Linked DNA regions of Oryctolagus cuniculus: region 2 is linked to region 1. The links are chromatin contacts, called in public Micro-C maps. All regions are on one chromosome and are shown on one strand. Each heading gives the region's core, a stretch centred on a gene start, on an enhancer-like site or on the middle of the called end of the contact. The rest is flanking DNA. Distances are from core to core; before and after follow the strand shown.

Evidence for each region. Hi-C and Micro-C count contacts between places; a contact is called where the count stands out from the background.
Region 2: a contact with region 1 is called in a Micro-C map of ear pinna, with 2.7 times the contacts expected there. The contact joins the promoter of EVA1C here to the enhancer-like site in region 1. A contact is called at or near these places in 2 of 6 Hi-C or Micro-C datasets (ear pinna and an unstated tissue).

The regions. Positions count from the first base shown.
Region 1 is chr4:12,418,868-12,423,026 of mOryCun1.1, reverse strand. It overlaps EVA1C (eva-1 homolog C), which reads left to right. Exons shown (of 6, transcript XM_051859497.2): 2 at 1-4. Among named protein-coding and RNA genes, the nearest start is that of EVA1C, 59 kb to the left of the region's middle. Within about 2 kb of position 2,081, at least 1 of the 8 cell types and tissues checked has an H3K27ac peak or open chromatin away from gene starts, as enhancers often do. A contact at or near this core is called in ear pinna, where this site is marked.
Region 2 is chr4:12,477,846-12,482,004 of mOryCun1.1, reverse strand. EVA1C (eva-1 homolog C) reads left to right here and starts at 1,744. Exons shown (of 6, transcript XM_051859497.2): 1 at 1,744-3,129. The coding sequence starts at 2,970.

The DNA.
Region 1 (4,159 bases), core at 832-3,331:
TTCGGTAGGTGTTGTCACGCGGTTATCTTTAAGGCGCTGTCTGATGTCTCGGTTTGGCCCCCCAGGGAAGGAAGCCGTACAGGTGGCAGGCACCTGGGTCAGAGGGAAGGTCAAGGGCAGGGAGGGCGCATTTGCGCTCCATATCCGTGAAGCTCAGTTGTTCAGCCAAGTAGCTATTGAGCACCTGCTGTATGCAAGGCCATCAGTGACCCATACAGAGTCCACTCCTTGTGGAGCTGACGTCCAGCACTGGACAGGGAGGCTGTGAGCAGGCAGATGGGAAATGAGCCAGTGCAGTGGCGGTGCATAATGACCGTAATGATACGGTGAGCAGTCCATGTCCGCAGGCTCTGCCTGTGTGGGTTCAACCAGTCGGACGTGTTGTGTCCGTTGTCTGCAATGCGTCTGTCTTCTCTTGTTGCAATTCCCTAAACGACACAGGCCAGCAGCTGTGTGTATAGCACCTGTGCGGTGTTAGGAGTTACGAGCAACCCAGAGATGATTGAAAGTACACAGGGCAGTGTCCGTAGGCCCTGCTCCCTGCTCCCTGCTCCTGCCTTAGGCAGAGACCAAAGCCTGGGCCATTCCTGGGGTCTGCCCACGCCCGCACTTGCTTCCCTCCCCTCTGAAACGCAGATCTGTGGCTGGCCTTCTCAGCGCCCTGCTCCCTGGGTGATCTGGGTTCCCGAGCTACAGGAGGAGCCGCCGGTGATCTGAACTCTCGCTGCCGAAACTCACTCCTTTCCTCCTCTTTGTTTGCTTGCTTTCTCTCTTTCATTCTTCTTTCTTCTTTTCAATCCTAACTTTTTCTTTATTCAAGGAGGTCTTTCTAGAACGTTCCTGGGGATCGTGCAGGTTCTTTATGGGTTCTGCTACCTGCTCCGTCCACCATGTCTTAATTTGGGGGCGGAGCTCCCGTTTCTCAGGTGTACACCAACTCTCACCTGCTATACCTGTTTGGGAAGCGGTTCTAAGTGACTGTTTCGGGTACTCTGTCCAGCGGGATTCATTCGGCCACGTACGTAGACGTGTCGGCTGAATGCTCTGTGTTCGCCTTACGTCCCTAGTGGGATGGGGGTTGGGTTTCAGTGGGAAAAGTGACCCGACAAGGACAGTGTCAGCAGACGCCATGGCTGGAGACAGACTTCATGGAGAGTTGGAGGGAGCCACCGGCGGTAACCAGCCCTCACTGATGCTGCGGGGATGGGCTGTGAACGGGAGACTGGTCCTGGCTTAGCCATTCAGCTTGAAGATTTTATTTATTTATGTGAGAGGTAGAGTTACAGACAGTGAGAGGGAGAGACACAGAGAGAGGTCTTCCATCTGCTGGTTCACCCCCCAAATGGCCTCCCCCATCCTTCCCAGTCTCCAGCTGTGCTCTGTCCCCTGTCTCTCCCCTTCCCTCTCTACCTCCGGGCCTTTACACAAGCTCTGTCCCTATCCATATCTCAGAGAGCTTTCCCAGGACACCTGCCAGCATGGCCCTCGTCCCTGCCGACTCTCTGGAGCCATCGCTCTGTCCGATTCTCTTCCTGGCTGGATAGAGTCCATGTCATATGTGTCCCCATCTCCTTAGAAGCTGAGCTTTGCAGGCACTGTGTTTGTGGAATTCCCAGCCCAGCAGCTGGAGTGGTTCCTGGCACAGAGCGGGCACCCGTGCCAACCTGGAGGTGCTCGAATGAATCAGGGCCCCTGTAGGGGTGCCCACGTCGGGTTCCTGCAGAGTCGTGGGTGCCGGGTCACGGCCTGGGAATGTGGGTCTGGTGCTGTCACAGCTTCCAACCTCCCATGAAATGCTGGAAATCTGTGTGTTTTTTTTTTCTTTAAGTGAAATGTTCCAACTTCTAAAACACTCTGGGAGCCAAATAAAACATGCCTACAGGCCACATCCGGGCCCCAGGCTGCCAGTGTGTGAGCTGTGCTCTGCATTTCCAGTCATTACTGCAGCTCAGCCGCATTGCTTTGAAGACGGGGAAGAGCCATTTATACCTAACCAGAGACGCTGGGGCGAGTCTGGTAGGGCGACGGCAGAGGGGCGGCTTGTTGGGGCGCTCAGCGGGCGGAACCCCAGAACTTCTGGTTGCAGAGGGTGATCCTTGTACTTTTCCATTGCCTGTCAACTAGCGTCTGGCCAAACCTCACAAGCTTCAGAATGTGGGTACTTCTTTGCAAGCATAGTTGGGAAAGACCAGCTGGGCTTTGGTGAACGGCTGCATGGCCAGGGACCCCTTTGGTTTTCCCAACAGCTGGATTTGGCTTTTTATTTTTTTATTTTTATTTTTTTTTACAGGCAGAGTGGACAGTGAGAGAGAGACAGAGAGAAAGGTCTTCCTTTGCCGTTGGTTCACACTCCAATGGCCGCCGTGGCCAGCGCGCTGCGGCCGGCGCACCGCGCTGATCCGATGGCAGGAGCCAGGAGCCAGGTGCTTCTCCTGGTCTCCCATGGGGCAGGACCCAAGCACTTGGGCCATCCTCCACTGCACTCCCGGGCCATAGCAGAGAGCTGGCCTGGAAGAGGGGCAACCGGGACAGAATCCGGCGCCCCGACCAGGACTAGAACCTGGTGTGCCGGCGCCGCAAGGTGGATGATTAGTTTAGTGAGCCGCGGCGCCGGCCTGGCTTTGGCTTTAGCACTCAGCTATCAAGAGAGAGAACTTCCGGTTTTTCTAAAATCCCACCGTCGTCACGTTGTGATTGCTCTGCAGAAACACATGGTAACATTTAGTAGAGACACACAGAGTCAGCCACAGCGTTCGCCCATCCAGCGAAAAGATGTGGATTTTTCTGGATTTCATCCAAATCCAGGTTGTAGGGCTAAGAACAGTTTTACGTAGCAGGCAACTCTAACTTTTTTCCCGCAAATTTATAGCACGGGTGTTTCCCTGTGTGGCCAACAAGATCCTGAGAGTGTTTGTCACTTCCTAATGTCTTCAAAGGATATGTTACACAACTTGTGTAACTCTTTCCCAGTGGACGGGTTCTGTGTTGTTGTTTCCAATTTTCAAATATCATAAACAATATATAACGAGCTCTTGCTTGTCTTGCTCTCTTCTGCCTTATTTCTTTGGGATACAGTCCCAGAAGTTTCATACCAGGAAAGGACATGGGGATGTTTATAATTCTTTGTACACATTGTCAGAGTTCTTTCCCAAAACTTTCTGTACCAGTTTATCTGCGTAAACCGTGACACACAACTTGGGTACCCAAGCAACTCTGCCAGCCTTTCTTTTTTCTTTTTAAAAAGATTTATTTTATTTATTTGAAGACAGAGTTACAGAGAGATCTTCCATCTGCTGGTTCATTCCCCAGATGGCCATCGTGGCTGGAGCTGAGCTGATCCAAAGCCAAGACCCGGGCTTCCTCCAGGTCTCCCACGTGGGTGCAGGGGCCCTAGTACTTGGTCCTTCCTCTGCTGCTTTCCAGGGCGCATTGTCAGGGAGCTGGGTCAGAAGTGGAGCACCCGGGACTGGAACCGGCGCCCGTATAGGATGCTGGCTCTGCAGGCTGGGCTTTAACCCGCTGCGCCACAGTGCCAGTGCCGTGGAAGCCTTTCTTGTGTGTGTTTCAGAATGCTCCCAATTCAAGAGCTTCAAAGTGGTCCGCCAGGGCTGCCTGCATCGGCCTTTCCTGGGTTCTGAATGAGTTTCCCCATTTCCCTGGGCTTTGTTACTGTTCCCGTAGCTGTGTTGGCACTTGCTCTCGTCATCTCTCCAGCCTTTCTCCTTTGGGGATCTTCATGTGTTTGTTTGTTTATTTTACAAAACTGTATGAGCTCTAGGCGGAGTAGAGACAGTAACTCTTTGCAAGCTTTCTTGGCTATCGGTCTCCTACTCCTGCAGCCTCTGGCCTTATCCACAGGGGATGCGTCCAGGACTCCTGTGGGTGCCTGAAACCACAGAGTCCCAAACCCTAGAAGGAGAGACGTCAAAAAGTTCATGGAAAATTTGCTTTTTTAAAAAAAGATTTATTTATTTATTTATTTGAAAGTCAGAATTACATAAAGAGAGGGAGACAGAGACAGAGAGAGAGATCCTCTATCCATTGGTTGGAAGGGCTAGGCTAGGCCAACTCCAGGAGCCAAGAGCTTCTTCCAGGTCTCCTATATGGATGGTAGGGGCCCAAGCACTTGGGCCATCTTCTGCTGCTTTCCCAGGCACAT
Region 2 (4,159 bases), core at 495-2,994, 59 kb before region 1:
GCCATGAACGTCAGTGTATACGGATCTGCTTGAGTCTCCGCTTTCAATTCCTTGAGGTCTACACAGTTGGCCTTCCATCTGTATTGGAAACTGAAATTTACTGGAAATGTATCTGGAACCGTACCCACTGAAATATATTTGGGGGGAAAATCTGCATTGCACTGAACATGTAAAGATTTTTTTTCTCTTAGTCTCTAAACAATATAATAAAACAACTATTTATATAATATTTACATTGCATTAGGTACCATGAATAATCTAGAGTTGATAAAGTACACAGAAGGGTGTGCATAGCTTTTCTTTAAAGACTTATTTATTTGAAAGGCAGAGTGACAGAGTGAGAGGCAGAGAAAGAGGTCTTTCTTCCATCCGCTGATTCACTCTCCAAATGACCGAAATGGCAAGAGTTGGGTGGATCTAAAGCCAAAAGCCAGGAGCTTCTTCTGGGTCTCCCACATGGGTGCAGGAGCCAAAGCACTTGCGCCGTCTTCTACTGCCTTCCCAGGTGCCTCAGCAGGGAGCTGGATGGGAAGTGGAGCAGCCAGGACTGGAGCCAATGCCACAAGGGATGCTGGCTCTGCAGGCAGCAGCTTTAGCTGCTCCTCCACAGCGCCGGTCCCTGAACCTACTTTTGACCCCTCCGGTCCATTGGCACTCAGCAGCCAGAGCATCTAGTCATGTCACACTGCTGCTGACAACCATTTATCACCTGCAGGTAAAGACGGAACTGATCCCCAAGGTCTCCAGGGACCTGGGCTCCGGCCTGGCCAACACCCTGCTCCTTGGTCTGCTGCAGCCATGCCACACTTCTCTCTGTTCTCCCACAGGGCCACACTCCTAATGGATTTCAACATGCCGGTCCCTTTGCCTCAATTGTTCATTTCCTGCAAACACCTGGCTTGAGCTTGCTCTTGCTGGGCCAGCTTCCCAGCTCCCTCCCTCATCTTGCCTTAAAACGTGTTCCCTAGCATCTCCCGGGACTCTCCTTCGCCTCCAAGACCCCTTGGGTCACACATCCCCATAAAAGCGCATGGTGGCTTCAGCGTGTGTCTTCCCGGCTGTAATAATGGCCAACACTGACCCAGCACTTGCTGTGTTCCAGGTCTTGTTTCAGGCACATCACTAAGTCCTCACCGCCTACCCCGGATTGCTCCTTAGCCACTTGACAGGTGCACCCACTGTCAGTAACAGCTCCCCCACTGGCATCTGGAAGCCAGCGCAGACGCCCAGCCCTCAGGGAGCGGGGCCCCTCCCTGGACCAGCAGTCCCCACCCCTAGCAGTGAACGGTCACCCGCAACTGGACGGAGGAGTGGACAGAAAATACAAAAGGACCCGAGTTTCTGAGCAAACATGGTTTATTGAACGGCTCCCAAGTGCGGGGCATCCTCGCCTGACTCCTCCAGGCTCAGATGCCCCAGCCTAGAAAAACGCACGCTAAGAGCTAGTCTTGTTAAGACAGATTTTCAAAACCACTGTGCCTGGCGCCCGGGTCCCCAGCCCACGGTCGCCCATGCTCAGCATTTACCGGCTCATCCCCAGACGGATGGAAGGGGCTGGGACCCCGCGTCCTGCGGCCCCAGCCCGAGGCGAGCACACAGTGGCACCGCCGGCATCCACCCCTCCGCAGCTCGGCTGCTCACCTCCGGCGCGGGCGCGGGCGGCGCCTCCGCTTTCGCTCTCCCGCGGCCTCGCCGGGGCCTTCGCAGCCCTGGGGCCGCCGGGGCCGCGCGCCCGGCCCCGCCCTGGGGCCTCATTATCTACGTTTCCGCGTCAGACCCGCCGCGAACTTGGCAGGCCCTTCGCGGTGTTCGGGAACACTTTGTGCCCAGCGCCCGCCCGCCGGGCCCTCCTCCCTCCCGCCGGCGCCGCCCGGCCCGGCCCGGCCCGGCCCGGGCCTCAGGGTTCGGGTCTAAGGGGGGTCCCAGGGCGCGCGGCCGCGGGGCCCCCGCGCTACACTTGTCATGGGTTCCCGGGTGCCAAGGCCTCGCAGCCCCGCTCCTCGCCCCGGGGATTCGGTGCCCAAACGTGGGTCACACTGCGCGGTAATCGAGAGGTTCAGAAAGATGCTGTGGCCCATTTTAAAGAACAAAGCCCAATTATGAGCGCCAGGCGGCTGTGTACGCCCGGTCAGGTGTCAAATCTCCCAGCTCTAAGGACAACCAGCACCCGAAGGAGGCTAGAGAGAGAGAGGAAACCCGCTCGGGAGCCATCAGCCCCGCGTGGAGACCCCTGGCTCGTTCCTGTCCAGGTTGCGCGAACCTGGGCTAAACGCCGGGGCTCAGGGTGGCTTTCTGTGACATAGGATGAGTGCGCGCGCTCCGGCACCCCGCCCGGCGGGAGCGGGGGTGGCGGCGCCGCGACCCCACGCCTCCAGGACCCCACCTTCCCGCTGGCCCCGCTCCGCCCCGCCCTGGAGGCGCCCACACTGCACGCGCGGCGCTGGCTCCAAAGTGCGTCACGGGCACTGGCCGCGCTCCTCCCGCGGCCGGGGTGAGCTGGCACGCAGCCAGTGCGGGCCGGGCACGGGGTGACGGGTCGTCTCCGGGGCTGCGACCCCGGCCTGGAAGGCGCTGGCGTTGCCCGGCCCTGGGACGCTATTTGGAGCGCCTTTGGCGGCGGCGGGCAGCGCGCCAGGGACCGACCTCGGCAGTCGTGGGGCTCGCGAAGGCGACGCTTTCCCTGCCAGCCCCCTCGCTTCCTCCGGTGCGGCGGCGGCAGCGGAGATTTCCTCTCGGGGAAACTACGCGGATCCTTCCCGGGGCTCCTCGCCCCGCCCCAGGTCTCCGCCCCCTCCCCTTTGCTGGGGAGCCGGGGCCCGGCCGCGCCGGGGAGGAGACTCGGGCAGCCTGGGCCGGGAGGCGGCGGGGGGGTCCGCGGAGCCGCTAGCCACCCGCTCGCCCCGCCATGTGACGCCACCCAGAGCCCGGCAATCCCCCGCGCGCCCCGGGCCCGCGCCCCGCCGCGCACCATGCTCCTGCTGGGACACGCGCGCCCGCCGCCCGCGCCCCAGCCCGCCCAGCATCCCGGCCTCCGCAGGCAGGTAGAGCCGCCGGGGCAGTTCCTGCGCCTCTTCTACTGCACCGTCCTGGTGTGCTCCAAAGAGATCGCAGCGCTCACGGACTTCTCCGGTAAGTGCGCGCTCTGTCGTCGTGCGCCCCCAGCGCCGCCGTGCGCCGGCGGAGCCCTTGGCTGCTGGCTCCCAAGGGCCACGGCCAAGTTGAATTAAAGTTGAGTCGCGTTCGTAGTCTCCTTGCCTGATGTGAGCCCTTGGCAAGGAAGCATGTGTGGTGTTGTCAGGGTTTCTCGCCCCGCCGCTGACCTTAATTTCCCAACATCGCGGACCTGGCCTGGCCGCGCGCGCGCGTTCGCTGGAGGCGCCCGAGGTTGAGCTCTGTACCGCGCGCCGCTTTTTGGAGTACACGTGTTGTGGTTGGAGGAGTCGCGTTCTGTTTGCCACCCGCGGAGACTGGGGCGTCCCAGCCAGCCTCCCAGGTATCCGTGCCAGAAGACTAGCCCGGAGCGCACCGGGTCTGAAGCCCGTACCGGGAGGGAAGGAGGGATCCCGCAGGGGCCGGGTGTCCGGTGGAGCAGCCCACGCCACTCACCCAGGGCCGTGCCGTGCCTCCGCAGTGCGTCAGCGCCCCCTCTCCAGTCCCTTTACAAGAAACAAGGACCTCCTCCTCCCGAGTCAGCGACGGGACTTTTCTTTCGGGGGAATTCTAACTCATGCCCTGGAAGAGGATCTCAGATTGTTCTGGGGTTACAGAGGTGACTGTGCTAAAAGAAAGGAGTTTCAGGGTTGGCCATGGCCACGGGAGCACGTGCTGATGCTTAGTGGTTGCACTTGCTTCTGGTACAATTGTCCTTGCAACTGTAACAGCTCTCTCTCTCTCCCCTCTTTCTCTCTCTCTGGCAAGGCCTGCACCCTGCCCCAGCCCAGCCCAGCCCAGCCCACTTCTCCTTCCCCAGGAATCTTCCAGACTTTGCATATGTCCTGCAGGTACTGGCCACGCAGCATCTTTTGCAAGATACTCTGGTAAATGAAGTGAGCCCCTGGTGGGTGCTGTTGGTGCTGGAGACTAGTACGCGGCGAGGAACACTGGCCAGCTGGAAGCTGAGCTGGGCTTCTGGTTCACTTACAGAGAATGTCATTGTTAG